Linked DNA regions of Ovis aries: region 1 is linked to region 2. The links are chromatin contacts, called in public Hi-C maps. All regions are on one chromosome and are shown on one strand. The core of a region is the stretch at or near the end of the contact, and the rest is flanking DNA. Distances in the headings are between cores, read along the strand shown.

Evidence for each region. Hi-C and Micro-C count contacts between places; a contact is called where the count stands out from the background.
Region 1: a contact with region 2 is called in a Hi-C map of hypothalamus, with 4 times the contacts expected there. The contact joins the enhancer-like site here to the promoter of WDFY2 in region 2. A contact is called at or near these places in 9 of 16 Hi-C or Micro-C datasets (blood, hypothalamus, liver and 5 more).

What each region holds. Positions count from the first base shown.
Region 1 is chr10:21,392,788-21,396,867 of ARS-UI_Ramb_v3.0, forward strand. The region is part of intron 1 of WDFY2 (WD repeat and FYVE domain containing 2); the gene reads left to right. Among named protein-coding and RNA genes, the nearest start is that of WDFY2, 60 kb to the left of the region's middle. Within about 2 kb of position 2,609, at least 8 of the 54 cell types and tissues checked have an H3K27ac peak or open chromatin away from gene starts, as enhancers often do. A contact at or near this core is called in hypothalamus, where this site is marked.
Region 2 is chr10:21,333,596-21,337,486 of ARS-UI_Ramb_v3.0, forward strand. It overlaps WDFY2 (WD repeat and FYVE domain containing 2), which reads left to right and starts at 1,274. Exons shown (of 12, transcript XM_027973574.2): 1 at 1,274-1,637. The coding sequence starts at 1,501.

The DNA.
Region 1 (4,080 bases), core at 1,359-3,858, 61 kb after region 2:
CAATTCAGGGGCATTGGGTGTGTTCACATGTTGTGCGGCCATCATTACTATCCCTTTCCCAAATGGAAATTCCATTCCTGTTGAGCAGTAACTCCCCACCCTCCCCTCCCCCAGCTCTGATGTATTTTGTTTGTTTGTGAAAATTTAAAATTATTTTTATTTATTGGGCTGCACGGGGAGTCTCTGTCTTCACTGTGGCACGCAGGGTCTTCAGTTGCAGCATGTGGGATCGAACCCAGGCCCCCTGCACTGGGACTCTTAGCCTCTGGACCACCAGGGAAGTCCCTCTGTGGTGTCTTTCAGGTGTAAAATTCTTGGCCATTTTACTACCTTGAAAGGGAGCAGTTCATCTTTCTACAGATTCAGAAGGGCGGCAGCCAGGGGCATCCTGTGTGAGTCACTGCTCTTTCAGTCATTAAGTCCCTGTTGAGCGATTGTCACGTGTTGGCTGCAGGAAGAGAGTGGTGAGTGGTATGACAAAGACCACGCCTTCCCACTTCGTGCACAGTCAAGAACTATATCTAATTCCATATTGTTCCTCTAGTGATTCCATCACATGCCTCCTGATGAGTGATATTGACGAACACTGTCGTACTGTTGACTTGCTCAAACCAGCTGCTCAAGGCTTGTCCTCATGACTCTCTGTCCTATGAGGGGCTGTGACTTAGGAGCAGATGGGGTCTCTGATGCTAACTAACATCCAGAAACTGTCCAGCCTCTGAGCTCTGGGACATTCCTGGTACTTCCCTGTGGGCTGTTCTTCACCATCGCACTGGGAATGTGTTCATTTTTTTCTCTTTTCTTTTTTTCTTTAATGTATCTTTATGACCTTTTCTAAGCATCCCTCTTATGCTAAGTACTGTATGTATTCAAAATTAAAGTACTGTAGGTATTAAGAAAATCAAAGATAAAAATATTTAAAGATAAACATTTTGAAGTCTTTAAGAAATTACTTGTCCAGTGGGGCAAAGGACCAGCATTGCTCACTGGCATTGATGGCTAATGTAACTGTCCTTACATTGGCAAGATACGGTGTGATCCTGAAGCTTAATTTTGCCTAGGAGTCCCAGAGGCTTGTAGGGGAGTTATGCTCACATGGGAGAGCAGATAGCCAGGTAACAGTTGTTATGGGGAAGGAGTTTTGAGAATGGTAAAACCCACAACTGTGCCAGGGCAGGAAGTCTGTGCTTAAACATTAGCCACTGAGTTAAATTACCAAGAAAACAAAATATGCAAAACAAGTCTCCACTGCAAGTAAACTATTTGCAGGCACAGAATAGGGTTTATCAGTAATAAAAGGACTCAGAATTAGGGGCTTGTTTCTCTCAAGACTCTTACTACTGATTGATAAAGATAACAATTACCTGTATTTCATGTGTGTTTATAATCTCTCCTCTGACATCTGGGTTTGTTTAATCTCATTTGGAGATTTCATTTTATAGATTTTTAAGAAACAATGACAGGAGATCTAGGAGATATGGGTTTGATCCCTGGGTGGGAAAGATCCCCTGGAGAAGGAAATGGCAACCCTCTCCAGTATTCTTGCCTGAAAAACCCCATGGACAGAGGAGCCTGGTGGGCTACAGTTCAAGGGGTGGCAAAGAGTCACACACACTCACACAAAAACCAATGAAGATATTGCCATTTGGTCGTGACTTTTAAAACTCTAAATGTAAAGGCTTTGGTGACCTTTGGTTGAAGAGAAATTATCCAGCTGGTTAAAATGCCCTGGGGGGAATGGCTGCGGTTAGCACCCCTTGATGAAACACGAGGCTGTAAATGATTGGAATGACTGTTTTTGTTTTTAAAGCAGGAGTTCCTTTCAAAGCTCAAGGTGTTGAACTATAAAACAGCCACATCTCTTCTCCAGCTGCTGATTGCTAGGTTCCTACAGCCGTGGGAAAAGAAGTCCAAGTGTCTGTGGTTCAGCAGAGTTGTTTAGGTCTGATGTAGTGAGCTGGTTAATACTTGGAACTGAGCTGCCTGGCACTGTGGTCTAGAATCTGGAGAGCTCCCAGCTTGAGCCCCTGACTCTGAAATCCCCCAGCCGCCTTCATTCAGTCCACACAGCAGCCTCTGTCTATCCTGGGAAAAACCCTCCATACAGAAATACACAGTGTTTTGTAGAAGATTTGATTTAGTTTCTTTACTCCGTGTGATCTGAATGCATATAATGAGAATGTCATAGTCAGTTCTTACTACGAATAATCATAGGAAAAAAAAAAAAATCTTTCAGCTCTGTTTTCCAAGAATCTCCACGACATTCTCTCTGCATTAGAGGCACTTTTTTTTTTCCCCTTGAAGCATGTCACTGTGAAAACTACAAAAAGACATTGACTCACATCCCACTGCTCAAAGTTCTGTTAGTCTGCAGATTGATAGGGATTGCCTTTGTTAGTAAGGAGGTTGTAATGTGTGATCTAGTAGAAAAGTAATCCCTGAAAATTCAGGGTCTTCAAAACACAGTAGGATTCACTCCCTGCACCTCCACCCCGAGTGGTGGCAAAAATAACAATTGTCCCCCAGGGAAATGAAGCTCATCGCTATGGTAACTAATGAAGGTTGCATCATTCTAGGGCACATTCTTAAAAGCCTGGATTTATTCGACATGGGTAGACGCCCCGTCTTATTTTACCCAGTAGCTTAGCAACCTGTGGCCTCCTGGTTGTCACCGCCTCCAATCTTCCCTCTTCCTTCAAAATAGTGACCTATATAGATGGCTTTTTATTGTGAGCACTGTGAATTTGGTTCAGTCTTAGGTATGTTTATAGTGACCTTATTTTCTGGACCAAAAAATTAGGACACGTGCGGGTTCTGAGAAGTAAAGGGCTTTCCTCCTACTTCCCTGGCAGCCCTCACTGAGGTCTTCAGGGATCTTTTTTGGTTCTGCATCGCTTACCTTTTGGTGTTACTCATGGCTTTGTCTTTAGCCCTCTCCTTTTTCTTCACTGATGATTTACCTACTGCTTGTGTGTAGTGACTCCCAGATGTTAATTTTTCAGCTCAGGTCTCGCACTGGACTGCAGGCAGGCAGTAGTAGGTAGCTCACTAATTCAGTCTGCAGGTTCAGCAAGTTCAAGATGAAGTCAGCATTGCCCCCCACAGGAATCACTTATTGAAGAATGGCACCACCATTCACACAGCACTCCACCTCTCGGGCCAGCCCCGAAGGACAGCCCCCGGGGCCAGGTGCTTGTACAGCGTTTCCTGGTGTGGTATGTGCGCTCAGTGTGTGTCTGTGCAACCCCATGAACTAGAGCCCACCAGGCTCCTCTGTCCATGGCACTTCCCAGGCAAGAACACTGGCGTGAGTTGCCATGCCCTTCTCCAGGGGATCTTCCCCACCCAGTGTTTCTGACCTCCTCTCTCGTCCAAGGCCTCCTCCTTTTTTGCTTGTTGTTCTGACCACATCCTCCAATGTGGTTACTTTAGGGTAACCAGGCTTCTCCAGTCTTCTCCTGAACAAACAAAAATATTCGGAGTTTGTGGCCGGCTGCTCACCCTCCATCAGCTTCCCAGCATCCTCAAAGTAAGAATCCAGACTCTTCAGGGTGGCAGAGCCCTCGAAAGCTTCACCCACCGTCCCCTGACCCAGCTCTGTCGTCAGAGTAAGATGCTCGTGATGCTCCTGGACAGTGCACGGGCTTCTCCCTCCCGTGCATCTTAGTGCACAGCTGGCGTTTGTTTGTTTTTGTGCATTTCATGTACTAGTCCCTTTTGTTGTTGTTGTTCAGTAGCTAAGTCGTGTCTGACTCTTTGCGACCCCATAGACTATAGCACGCCACATTCCTCTGTCTCCGACTGTCCCCTGGAGTTTGCTCAAATTCAGGTCCGTCTCACCCTCTGCCACCGCCTTCTCCTTTTGCCTTCAGTCTTTCCCAGCATCAGGGTCTTTTCCAATGAGGCGGCCCTTCGTATCAGGTGGCTAAAGCATTGAAACACCAGCTCTAGCAACAGTCCTTCCAGTGAATTATTCAGGGTTTATTTCCTTTAGGATTGACTGGTTTGATCTCCTTGCTGTCCAAGGGCCTCTCAAGAGTCTTCTCTCCAGCACCGTAGTTTGAAAGTATCAATTCTTTA
Region 2 (3,891 bases), core at 24-2,523:
TGCCAAAACTTGCCCTATAAGACAGGCATTTCTACAAGGCCCATCCCGTTCTTTGTCCAGCTCTGGCATATTATTTTTCTCCCCTCCAGAGCCCTTGCCAGCCCAGTCACACCACATAGACCAAGATAACTGTGGGAGGGCTAATGGGGTTATTACATAACCAACGACCCCACAAGCCAGGCCCTGTGCCAAGCAACTGACATTCATTCAGTCATTACAATAACTCTCTCCATTGTTTCCAGTGCAAGCTAGAAAGAAAGGACCACTGGGGAATGGGAAGAAGGACCAAGGAACATGGGTGCCTGAGTTCAAGTCTGGGGGGTGCCACAGCCCTAACTTGAAGCTACAGTTTAACTAAGGGCTAGTAACGCGGCCATCCAAGAAAAAGAGGAGGTTGACAACACAGGTCATCTCAAAGCTCCTTCGAAGATGCTTGCATGAGATCTTTTCTCCCCGACTTCTGGCGCTCCACTATTACGGGCAGTGGCAGGAGTACGGCGACTGTCCGCTCCACCGAGGGCTGCCCTTTGGTTCTCTGTTTTAGAGGACGTTGCAGGCAGTGATTCCGAGGCCACCAAGCTCCCCAGGACAGGAACGATAAGTAGGCGATAGGTCATCTCAGGACGAGGGAAAGGCAGCTCTGAAGAACTACTACTCCCAGGAGACCACGGGGTACCACTCAGCAGCCCGGGGCAGATGCGTGTTGGGAGCAGCTAAGCCTGCTCGGTGGTCAGGCCCCCGCCCCGCGAGGGACAGATTACTCGTGCGCATGCCCAATCTCGCGCCAACGCGTTCAGCTTCTTTCCTTCCTGTGGGATTCTTTTCTTTCCGGCCTCGCCCAGGCTAGCTTTTCCCCGCCCCACTAACGCCCCCTTTTCAGGGATTTTTGCGGTGGGCGGGACACCCCAAGCGCGTTCCCAGGAGTGTGTACGTGCGCGTTCACGAGAGATGAAAAAGGGAGGGCACTAAACACTGGGTGTGGAAGGTGACCAGGGGACCGCGGGTGACGGAGGAGCATGCGCTCTAGAGGCGGTGCGGCGAGGCTACGGGAATGGCGGAGTGGGGCGGAAACTGCCCTAGTGGACGGGCGGCGCACGCGCATTGGGCCGCCAGCGCCCCGCCCCCTTTGTCAGTTTCCCCTCCTCCTCCTCCTCCTCCTCCTCCTCCACCACCCTCCCGGAAGTGCAGCCGCCCTCGCGCCCACCAGCGGCCACCCCCTGCGGCAGGCCCCGCCCCGTCGGCCCCGCCCCCCGACTCTCCGCCCCCTCCCTCCGGTGGTGGCGCCGGGTTGCAGCGCCGGTCGTGGCGGTTTCGTTGCCCGAAGCCGGGAGCGCGGAGTCGTCCCCGGGGGAGGCGGCCAGGCTATGATCGCGGGTCCCCGGCGGCCCGCTCCGGCCAAACAGAGTCTCTGTCTCAGCTGGTGCCCGCTCTCGAGCGGTCGTCTCAGCCCAATCCCTCGGCGCAGTTGGCCGCGGCGCCCCCGGCGCGCCCCCTCCTCCGATGGCGGCAGAGATCCAGCCCAAGCCGCTGACCCGCAAGCCGATCCTGCTGCAGCGGGTCGAGGGCTCTCAGGACGTGGTGAACATGGCCGTGATCGTGCCCAAGGAGGAGGGTGTCATCAGTGTCTCGGAGGACAGGTGAGAACCGCTGCCCCCTCGGCCGCGAGCAGGGGCGGGACAGGCCGGCGGTCCCCGAAGCCCGCTTCTGGGGCCATGCCTCCACGTCGGCGCGAGGGCGAGAGCGCTCGTCCAAGTTTTTATTCTGATGCGCATCCTGCTGGTGCGGGTGTCCAGCCGCGCAGTCACCGCCGCTGCGTGGCTCCGGGACACGGAGCCGGGACGGCGGCATTCTGTTGGGACTTGCCCGGGTGGCGTCCGCCGGGGTCAGGGTGCTCTTGGACTAGCGGTGCGCCGGCCACTGGACCTTGGTCCAGCCCCGAGGACAGTGGAGGGAGAGGGAGGCGCTGCCCGGCCCTGCAGGTGTGTGCGTGGGGAGGATGCTCAGACCTCTTCTGTAAGGTAGCTAAGGGGTTTTGAGAACTCTGGTACAGTTCTGAAGGCTCCAGGCTGAGGAAAGCAAATGCCACTCCCTTCGCCCAGACATTCTCACCGAATCCAGATCTCCCAGACATCTTCCACTGAATTCAATAAATATTGCAAGTTGTGAAGAGTATCTGGGCTTCTGCCCAGAAGGATAGCTGACTTCTCTCCTTTGCCCTCTTTAAGCTCAAGGGGAAGCTCCTAGAACTTTTGGAGGGACCGCTGCTGCAAATAGCTCTGGAGTTCCTTCCCTTTGCTGGCTTCCTTACTTTTTTTTTTGCCTAATTTTGCTTAATTTGCAGAAGTAGAGCCAGTTGTTCTGCCTGTAGTATTCTCCCATGTTTTTTAGACAGTGCTGTTTTTTTGTTTGTTTGAACTTAATGTCCTTTAATATGCAAAGATTATGCAGATGAAGCTCATTTCCAGAGGAATGAAGCTTGAATATAGTAGTAATAGTTTTGATCTGAAATTGTTGCTTTTATAGTATCAACTGGTATTCTACAAAATGTCATATTGTAGAGGTATATGACAAGGAGCTTTAGCCTTTAAATGGTAGATAGGTTTTCTTAATGTAAGTTAACATTGTACTGAGGTAAAACATATTTTTTCTTGGTGACTCGTAAAATTTCAGGCAAAGAAAAGTGAAGCAACAATGTGTTCATACAGTCTTTATAGTCATTTCAGTGCTTTGCATGCAGAGTGGTCTCAGAAAATGTGCCTGACAGATCTATTCATATCATAGATTCTTCAGTATAATTAGGATGATTACATATTAATGTCATATTTTAGTCTACATCGTACGCCATAAGATGGCCAAATGATTCCTGATTCACCTCCTATACAGATCCAAGGGGAAATACTGTAAACATACACCAACGGCAAGCAGTCTGCTAAGAACAGAAGAAATTCATGGGCTGTAATGGAATATATGGATGTAGAAACCACTTGAAATTCACAGAGAAAGCTTAAGAGTGTTTAATTTTTCCACAGAGGCAAAACTCTACTGAAGAGGATGCTTCTGGACCTAGAAATTCTTTGTCACAGAATTGTGCTTTTTTAAAAGAGAATATATTGATAGACGTCACTTTCCCTTTCTTTAACTACTAGAGATGAAACTGCTCATTCTGACTGCTGTAGGAAATTCATAAGTAAGTTTGTTGAATCAAGTAGGAGAGGGAGAAAGGTAATTAAAACCTAAGTGGCTTTAGTATTAGTTTTGGAACTTTCTACTTTGGAAGTAGAAGTTAGTTTTCTTTTTTTTTAAGTGTTCAAAGGGATCTTAGAGATTACTTGCTATAACACCTTCATTTTACGGTTGAGAAAATTTAAGCCAGAGAATCTACCTGCCCAAATTCATGTACCTGGTGGTGAAATCAAGCTTGGCTCCTAGTTTCTGATTTCCATGTCACTGTTTATACTAAAGGAAACGACTTTAGTTGGGGTACGTTTTAGAGTATTTGGAGACACTGAAGTAGCATATATGAAAGAAAGTGAAGATACATTTCATTTGATTATGGGACAAAATGGCTATAGTGTTTAGCTGTATATTAATTTTTACTTTCTCGGTTTACAATGTAAGTAATAGAAAATATTTTATAATGTAGTTAGTGTTAAAATAAGTAAGTCTAGGATTTTTCTTGATGTATTTTCTTTTTACTCAGGTCAACAAGTCCGTGTTTCTGTAGGTCATATAGTCACATGTGACAAGAACTTTGTTAGAGCTCAGTTTCAATTATGGCTTCCATTAAAAGAGAACTGATCTGTATTCTTTCTTTTCAAAAGCTGGTGTCACTGTCATTTGACATAATAGTAAAGATATGAAGATAGAATATTGGATTTTCATCAAAACCTA